Linked DNA regions of Mus musculus: region 2 is linked to region 1. A link is a contact called in public HiChIP or PLAC-seq data. All regions are on one chromosome and are shown on one strand. The core of a region is the stretch at or near the end of the contact, and the rest is flanking DNA. Distances in the headings are between cores, read along the strand shown. Region 1 has its middle 53 kb from the start of Atp6v1g3. Region 2 overlaps Dennd1b (DENN/MADD domain containing 1B).

What was found. HiChIP or PLAC-seq counts read pairs in DNA pulled down with a chosen protein or histone mark.
Region 2: a contact with region 1 is called in an H3K27ac HiChIP or PLAC-seq map of stem cell-derived neural progenitor cells, with 5 times the contacts expected there. The contact joins two enhancer-like sites. A contact is called at or near these places in 1 of 39 promoter capture datasets (the SN4741 cell line), 1 of 484 Hi-C or Micro-C datasets (adipose-derived mesenchymal stem cells) and 1 of 115 datasets of contacts at active chromatin or transcription factors (stem cell-derived neural progenitor cells).

Annotation. Positions count from the first base shown.
Region 1 is chr1:138,325,077-138,328,522 of GRCm38.p6, forward strand. No RefSeq gene overlaps it. Among named protein-coding and RNA genes, the nearest start is that of Atp6v1g3, 53 kb to the left of the region's middle. Within about 2 kb of position 1,790, at least 42 of the 459 cell types and tissues checked have an H3K27ac peak or open chromatin away from gene starts, as enhancers often do. A contact at or near this core is called in stem cell-derived neural progenitor cells, where this site is marked.
Region 2 is chr1:138,990,910-138,994,135 of GRCm38.p6, forward strand. All of the region lies in intron 2 of Dennd1b (DENN/MADD domain containing 1B), which reads left to right. It also overlaps the pseudogene Gm16305. Among named protein-coding and RNA genes, the nearest start is that of 4930596I21Rik, 15 kb to the left of the region's middle. Within about 2 kb of position 1,677, at least 50 of the 459 cell types and tissues checked have an H3K27ac peak or open chromatin away from gene starts, as enhancers often do. A contact at or near this core is called in stem cell-derived neural progenitor cells, where this site is marked.

The DNA.
Region 1 (3,446 bases), core at 540-3,039:
GTTGCTTTGCAACACTCAGGTCTATGCAAACCTGTGACCAAGAAGATAGCACGTCTTCCCAGCCAGGCACCAGTGTTGCCTCTGCTCACCATGCTATCTTAGGCAAGATTCCCTACCCTGATGCATATTTTAATGGGAAGAAAATGTTCAGAGTGAATTTTTTTCCCACAAATGTGTCAGTGAAGAAGAAAGGTAGATCAAGGAAGGGAAGAAAGAAAGAAAAAGAACATGATCTTCCCCTGTTTCATATTGACACATTTCCCCGGTGCCCTGCTGTGCTAGGAAAGCCTTCTGCAATCAGTTCATTAGAATTTGTTCTCAATTCATTACCGTTCTACAATACAGGCACACATGAAATTAAGCTAAGCATAGTTAGAGCTGAACCAATGTTAATTGCAATCTCCTTTCAAATTATCAACTTTTTAGTATTTCTATTATGCAATCAAGCAAATACATTTTTATTAAAAACAATAAGGGGAAAATTGACCGTTTTTGATGGAAAAAATTTAAAAACTACTATATGACTAAGGAAGAACCAGGCAAAGCCAGGACACATCCAGGCTGAAGTGACTTGATGCCCATGCAGATACTGGTTGGCACCAATTGTACTTGTGGCAGATTTGCCACCTCTGATGGGGGCTGGGGCAATGGGTGCCATCATCTCTTGCTGTTTCCACCTATTTTATTTCATTGAGGTTTTTGTTTTTTGGTTTGTTTTTTTTGTTTGTTTGTTTGTTTGTTTGTTTTTTCTCTACTGCTGTGATACTAGTTCATTTATTCCACAAAGCAAGGGCTGTCCAGCACACGCTGCCAGGGGCTGCGCAATCTCCAGCTGTGGCAAGGTGAGTGACTTTTCTAGAAGCCAGAGCAGCACAAAAACAATCATGTGTTAAAATGCCCAGTGACTCTGATGCTGCTGCTGCTGGTGATGATGACGATGGCGGCGGTGGTAAGGATGATGATTCTGTTAATGTCCAGAGAAATTGCAAAGAGCCTGATACTTTCTGAAAAGCAGGAGGGGGAGGGGGGTACAAATTGACATAGCTTATGCCTCTGTTCCATAACATACACAAATGCCTGCCTGCTTGCTTGCTCAGAGCCTCCCCATCAAACTCCAGCGCTCTGTGTGCAGCTGTCTGTGCACACAATTCATTTGGCAGTGGCTGTCCTCTTCTGGCTCGGCCTCCCTACGCCTGACACTTACTGCAAAGGGAAGTTTTGTCACTAGTGGACTAAAGACTTCAGGAATGAGGGCTGCCAGGGTGAGGTTTGTGCCAGCAAAGTCAAGAGGCCACAGCACACAAAACCTGGGTGACAGAAAGTGACACCGGGTCAAAGGAGCATTCTTCTAACTGTGGTGGCAAATGTTTTCTGCCTTCTGGCTGCCAGCCCCTTTCAAAGCTAATTCCCAAAGGATTGTTTCCCTTTGTTTAGCTTCCCTGTGCAGTAAATTAATTCACGATTTGTTGTTATTAAAAAACCAAAACAGAGGGGGGAAAAAGTAACTTTCTCCAGTACTTAAAATAATGCCCACAGGAACCCACCCAATAAAATGGCCTGGAACAAAACACTCAGTTCAAAGCCAGAAACAATGGCAAAGCTGCAAGCTCTGCCCACAGCTACCTATATTGTGAGAGTGTGGGGAAATATGCAAACTGGCAAACAGGGTGTATGGTACTCCCTCTCTCTTGCTCTTTGTAGAACTCTTTGCCAAGGGCAAGGAACACTGCAGCAGCCAGCAGCAGCCAGGCAGGGCTGTCAGCGTGAGCCTCATCATTTCTGTCACCAAGCTTGAGCCACGAGGCACTGTGATTGCTTACCAATAAGGCCTGAAGAGCTCAAAGTGCAGGTAGATTAAGTCATAAATAGTTCAGTTTTAAGCCAGCTTTCCCATCCACGGAAATGTGAGTCTGGGGTAGGGAGGGGGAAGGAACAGATTTCATCAGAGGGTAGTCATGCTCAGAACATTTATAATGAGAAAGCTGCTTGTGACTAGATGAATGGTCCACAGGGCATAAACCAAAAATGTTACCTATCTTTCATCATATTACAACGTGTGCTAATTACTTGTTGCAAGTTATTTATAAAATACAAATTTGTACAGCTAACAATGTTTAAAAAACAATTAGCAAAGTGAACCAGCATGGATAAGAAAAAAATTTAAAAACTGGATCGTATAGGATTTGTTGTAACCAAAAACAAAGTCACTCCTATAATAAATCACCTGTCTGAATTTTTATCAACTCGACGGCAATTTTTATTCACAGTTTACTTACTAACAGTCTGTTTAGAGTTGCTTCATTAAAGCTAGGTTGTTGCCAAAAGTGGCAAACAGTTTTGCATTCTGTAGGGAACTGGGACTGTATGGGTTAAAAGGCTTGATTTAAACTTTGCATAAAGCATGTGTCTGTGGCAGACACCCTGAGTCACCTTGGGGTGTTTCTTCCTTTCGCCCCGTTTGCCCATTTCCCATCCTGTCTATTTTTCTTCCTGTCTCTTATCCAAGCCTGCAAAACTCCACCAGGAGGGAACGAGTGAGTGCAGTGCTGTGGAAGTTCTGAGACAGAATCAGCTCTGCCACTCACTGTAAAGCGGGACGCCAGAGCCATCTCAGTGTGGCCGGAAGTGGATTAACAGTGCCTTCAACTCCTCGGTGTATGAAGAAACAGAAAATATTGCCATATCCAGTTCTAAAATTACAACTATTCCACAGGCTGTGCCTTCATCAAAAACGCTTCTGTGTGTATTTTCCTCAACAACTGCAAATCCGTTTCTAGATATACGAGTCCAGTTTTTATGCAAGGATTGAGGGCAACCACGGTTGAAACAGTCAGACTTGAGGCTTGCTTGCTTGCGGAAATAAAGTATCTTTGCTATCTGTGAGTTGTGTTTTGCTGCTCAGTGAACAGTTTGGGCTTTGTATCTTCCTTCCCTAATACCCAAATACTGTTTCAGAAACACAAAGTAAGATGGCGCCCCTGCTCAGGTCTTATTTTCGCTTCCTCTAGTTTCTGCTGGGAAGAAGTTTGCTTCGTCTTAAGTTGCCACGTTGTCATTCGCCGTCCACAGTAGTTGGCTTTATCTGAGATACATTTGTCCTTATACTGGGAAAAAGCATCACTGTTTCTGATTGTGATTTGAGCTATGTTTCCAAGCTAAACTGTAATCAACAATTTCACTCAGTAGTGTGGTGTCCTATCAAAACATAAATATCAAATTAACTGTGAGTAGTAGCTCCAAACCAAACCGGATCAGCCAAGTGAACCTTTCAAACAACTCAGATAAGATTGGTTTTTGCAGCCGGATGGAGTATTAAAATTTTCTCCTTCGTTTGTGCGGACAATCCTATTTTGAACACTAGATGGCGATATGAACTCGCTGAATTTGGAACCCGACCAGCCTATCCATAATTTCAAAGAGAAAAAAAGATGAGGATTTTCCTTAAC
Region 2 (3,226 bases), core at 427-2,926, 670 kb after region 1:
CTGATGCCACTCCTCAAGCCTTGGTGGCCCTTTGCTCACTTGGAGTCCCTTTGCGCTGCTGCTTTGGTTTGTGTAGTTCCTCCCACTCTGTTCAGGCTCTCTGATCTACACAGTAGCTGCCAGTCTGCTGTTAGACCCACGGAGTGACTTGTTTGACTCAAAGATGTTGTTGTTTTTAAGTTCTATGTATTCTATATGGTTCTTTAGTTTGTTTTAGTCCAGTGGCTCTTTGTTTCTTCATTCTTCTGATCTTTCTTCTTTATGCCAGTAAAGGTATTTTTACTATTCTATAATATTTAGCTTAATTTTATATTCCTTATAATGAGTTGGCTACTTTTAAAAAATTATTTTACTATTATTATTTAAAAAAAATATATTTTTTTGAGACAGGGTTTCTCTGTATAGCTCTGGCTGTCCTGGAACTCACTTTGTAGACCAGGCTGTCCTCAGACTCAGAAATCCGCCTGCCTCTGCCTCCAGAGTGCTGAGCCTGGCTTTTTTTTTTTAAAGACTTAATTCATTTATTTTTCTTGAATAAAAACCCTTATGTGGTAGCCACAGCTGGAGCCTGGGTCCTCTGAACAGAGACTCTGGTGTGGGTTTTCACAAGATGATCAGTGAATTCCTGATAAGGAGACTTGGTGAACAGTCTTTTTCCAGAGGTCGGGGGTCGGGTAGGTAGGTCTTGGAGATGTCATCAAAGGTGGTTTTAGCAAAGTTGCCTTCTGACTGATGTGCAGCAGTCAGTCATCTATACCGGCCATCATCAGGAGCTTCTTGAGCACAGGAGCAGAGACAATGCCAGTGCCTCTGGGGGCAGGGATGAGACGCACCAGCACAGAGCCACAGCGGCCTGTCATGTTGCATGGAACAGTGTGGGGCTTGCCAGTCTTGTTCTCCCAGTAGCCTCTCTGCACAGGGATGATGAAAAGCTTGACCAAGGTGATGGCTCCTCCGATGGCAGTGGCAACCTCCTTGGAGCACTTAACACCAAGACCAACGTGACCATTGTAGCCCCCAATAGCGATGAATGTCTTGAACCTGGTCCGCTGGCCAGCCCGAGTCTGCTTCTGCACTGGCATGATTTTCAGAAGCTCATCCTTTAGGGATGCTACATTGAGAGACCTTGTCTCAAACATCCAAAAACAAGCAAGCAAGCAAGCAAGCAATCACATTCCCCCACTTGTTAAAGGGCTGTGGAGATGGCTGGGGCTCCAGAACGCATCGTTCTTCCAGAGGACCTGAGTGTGCTTCCGAACCGCCCAGTTTTAGCTTCAGTGATAACTCTAGTTCACGTACCCCTTTGCCATCTCCACTGGGACTACGCGTGCTTGTGGTGCACATAATGTTAGTTACATGCACACAAAACACCCATACACATAAAAAAAAAGCACCTTGTTGAAGATTATTCATTAATACATCTCTATATGGGATTTATTTTCATACTGCTTTAATGTTTTAACTTTAGAATCTACTTGAAATCACTTCTTTGCGTCTGCTTTCATGACCATTGTCCCATTGATAAGTATATAGAAGGTGGCATCATAGTCACTCTGTGACTCATTTGGCTCCTATCTCCTTGGTTGAGTTGAAGTGCGGGTTATATGGAGTATGAGCCTGAACTATGCTGGCTGTTGTAGCCCAGGGCTTGGCAGATACTAGTGCTTTGGTGAGAGGACTTGGCAGCAATGCTATTTTGTATCAGCCAGTGGTGTTTGATCTTGACTGAAAGACTCTAGCTCTACCCACACATGGGATAATGATTTACTTCCTTTATCCTCTTTCCTTTGTAACTTTGAGAAATCTCAGGAAACAGAGACTTTTTGTTAGGGAGAGAATAGTCTTTATGTGTAAAGCTTTGGCTTCTTTTGTTGTCGGAGCACAGAGGCTCTTTATCTTTCTGTCCACTGGGTTTATTATGCATTAACCTAGACATGAGCTTGGCTTTCCTGCAGCATTACAGGGAAGGGCTTTTGGACATCATAAAGGCGAGTGACAATGACCAATGCTCATCTGTTTAGGAGATGCTTTACAGTGTTAGTCTGCAGTCTGCCCTGTATCCATTGCTGCTGTGGACAGGGCCTGTGAGAGAGCTCATTTCAAGTTCTTCCTGGGCATGAGAACTAGTTGCATGACTTCGCAGATAGTATTTTTTTCTGCCAAAGCTCCTTTCTAAAACAAAATGTACTGCCTGTTTAATGCCCCTTTAGTATAAGCACTTTTAAGTATACTGTGCTTTCAACTACATCTGAAATGATCACAGCTAGGATTTCATCTTTTAGTTATTGCATCTTTCTTCTTGTTCCTTCAGTTGCAGCCATACTGGTTTACTTGTTCAGCCTGAAACATGGCAGACAGTCCACTTGAAGCATCTTACCTTCTGCCCTTGGTAGTCATCATCTTGTTTGCCTGGCTTATTCCTTTACAGTCTCCAAAGATCCTCATTCTCAGTGAGAGCGAATTTGACCAATTTACCAAGGTTTCACACTCCCTTCTTAGGGACTCTTGATTAGGTCAGGATCCGGCACAAGTAGAGGGCAGTGACTATTGTGATGACATTAGATTAGGCCTGATGGTACACTGCATCTCTCACATAGATACATGGCATTGCCAACATTACCTTAGCACACTGCTAATCTGTGCCATTTAATAGGAGAAACTTGAGCATCCGAGGCTATCTGTGGGGCAGACTGGAACTAATGCCACATAGTGAGGAATTACTATATTAAGAAATTTTATTTATGCATCAGTTTCAAAGAGACAAAGAATGGAGGGCTGGGTGTGGGCTCTGCATTCATTAAATGAGGAAGCTGTTTTCAGAATGAGTAACGCAGCAAAAATATGGTAGTCACAAAAGGAAGGGCACAAAACCCGCAGGGCCTTGGATATAATTCAGCGATCACATCTATAAAGATCACATCAATAAAATGTTTGTTTCTTAAGGGTAATTTCTATGGCATTTATAGTATTTATCACTTCATAATAAAATATAGTGATTGGGCAAACCATTTTGTGTCTTTGAGTCTCAAAATGAGTAGATTGGATTAGATATTTGATGTACAATTTGATTAAGTTCAGGAAACATTTTAATCTGTGGTTTATGAATTCTAGAGAGTTGGTAGATGACCTTACTTTCATTTTCTAATATATTTTATTAGCAAAAGTCTAATATCTATTGCAAAGTGAATGTGACATAGTTCATGTTAAAGTGAATGTAAACTGCTGG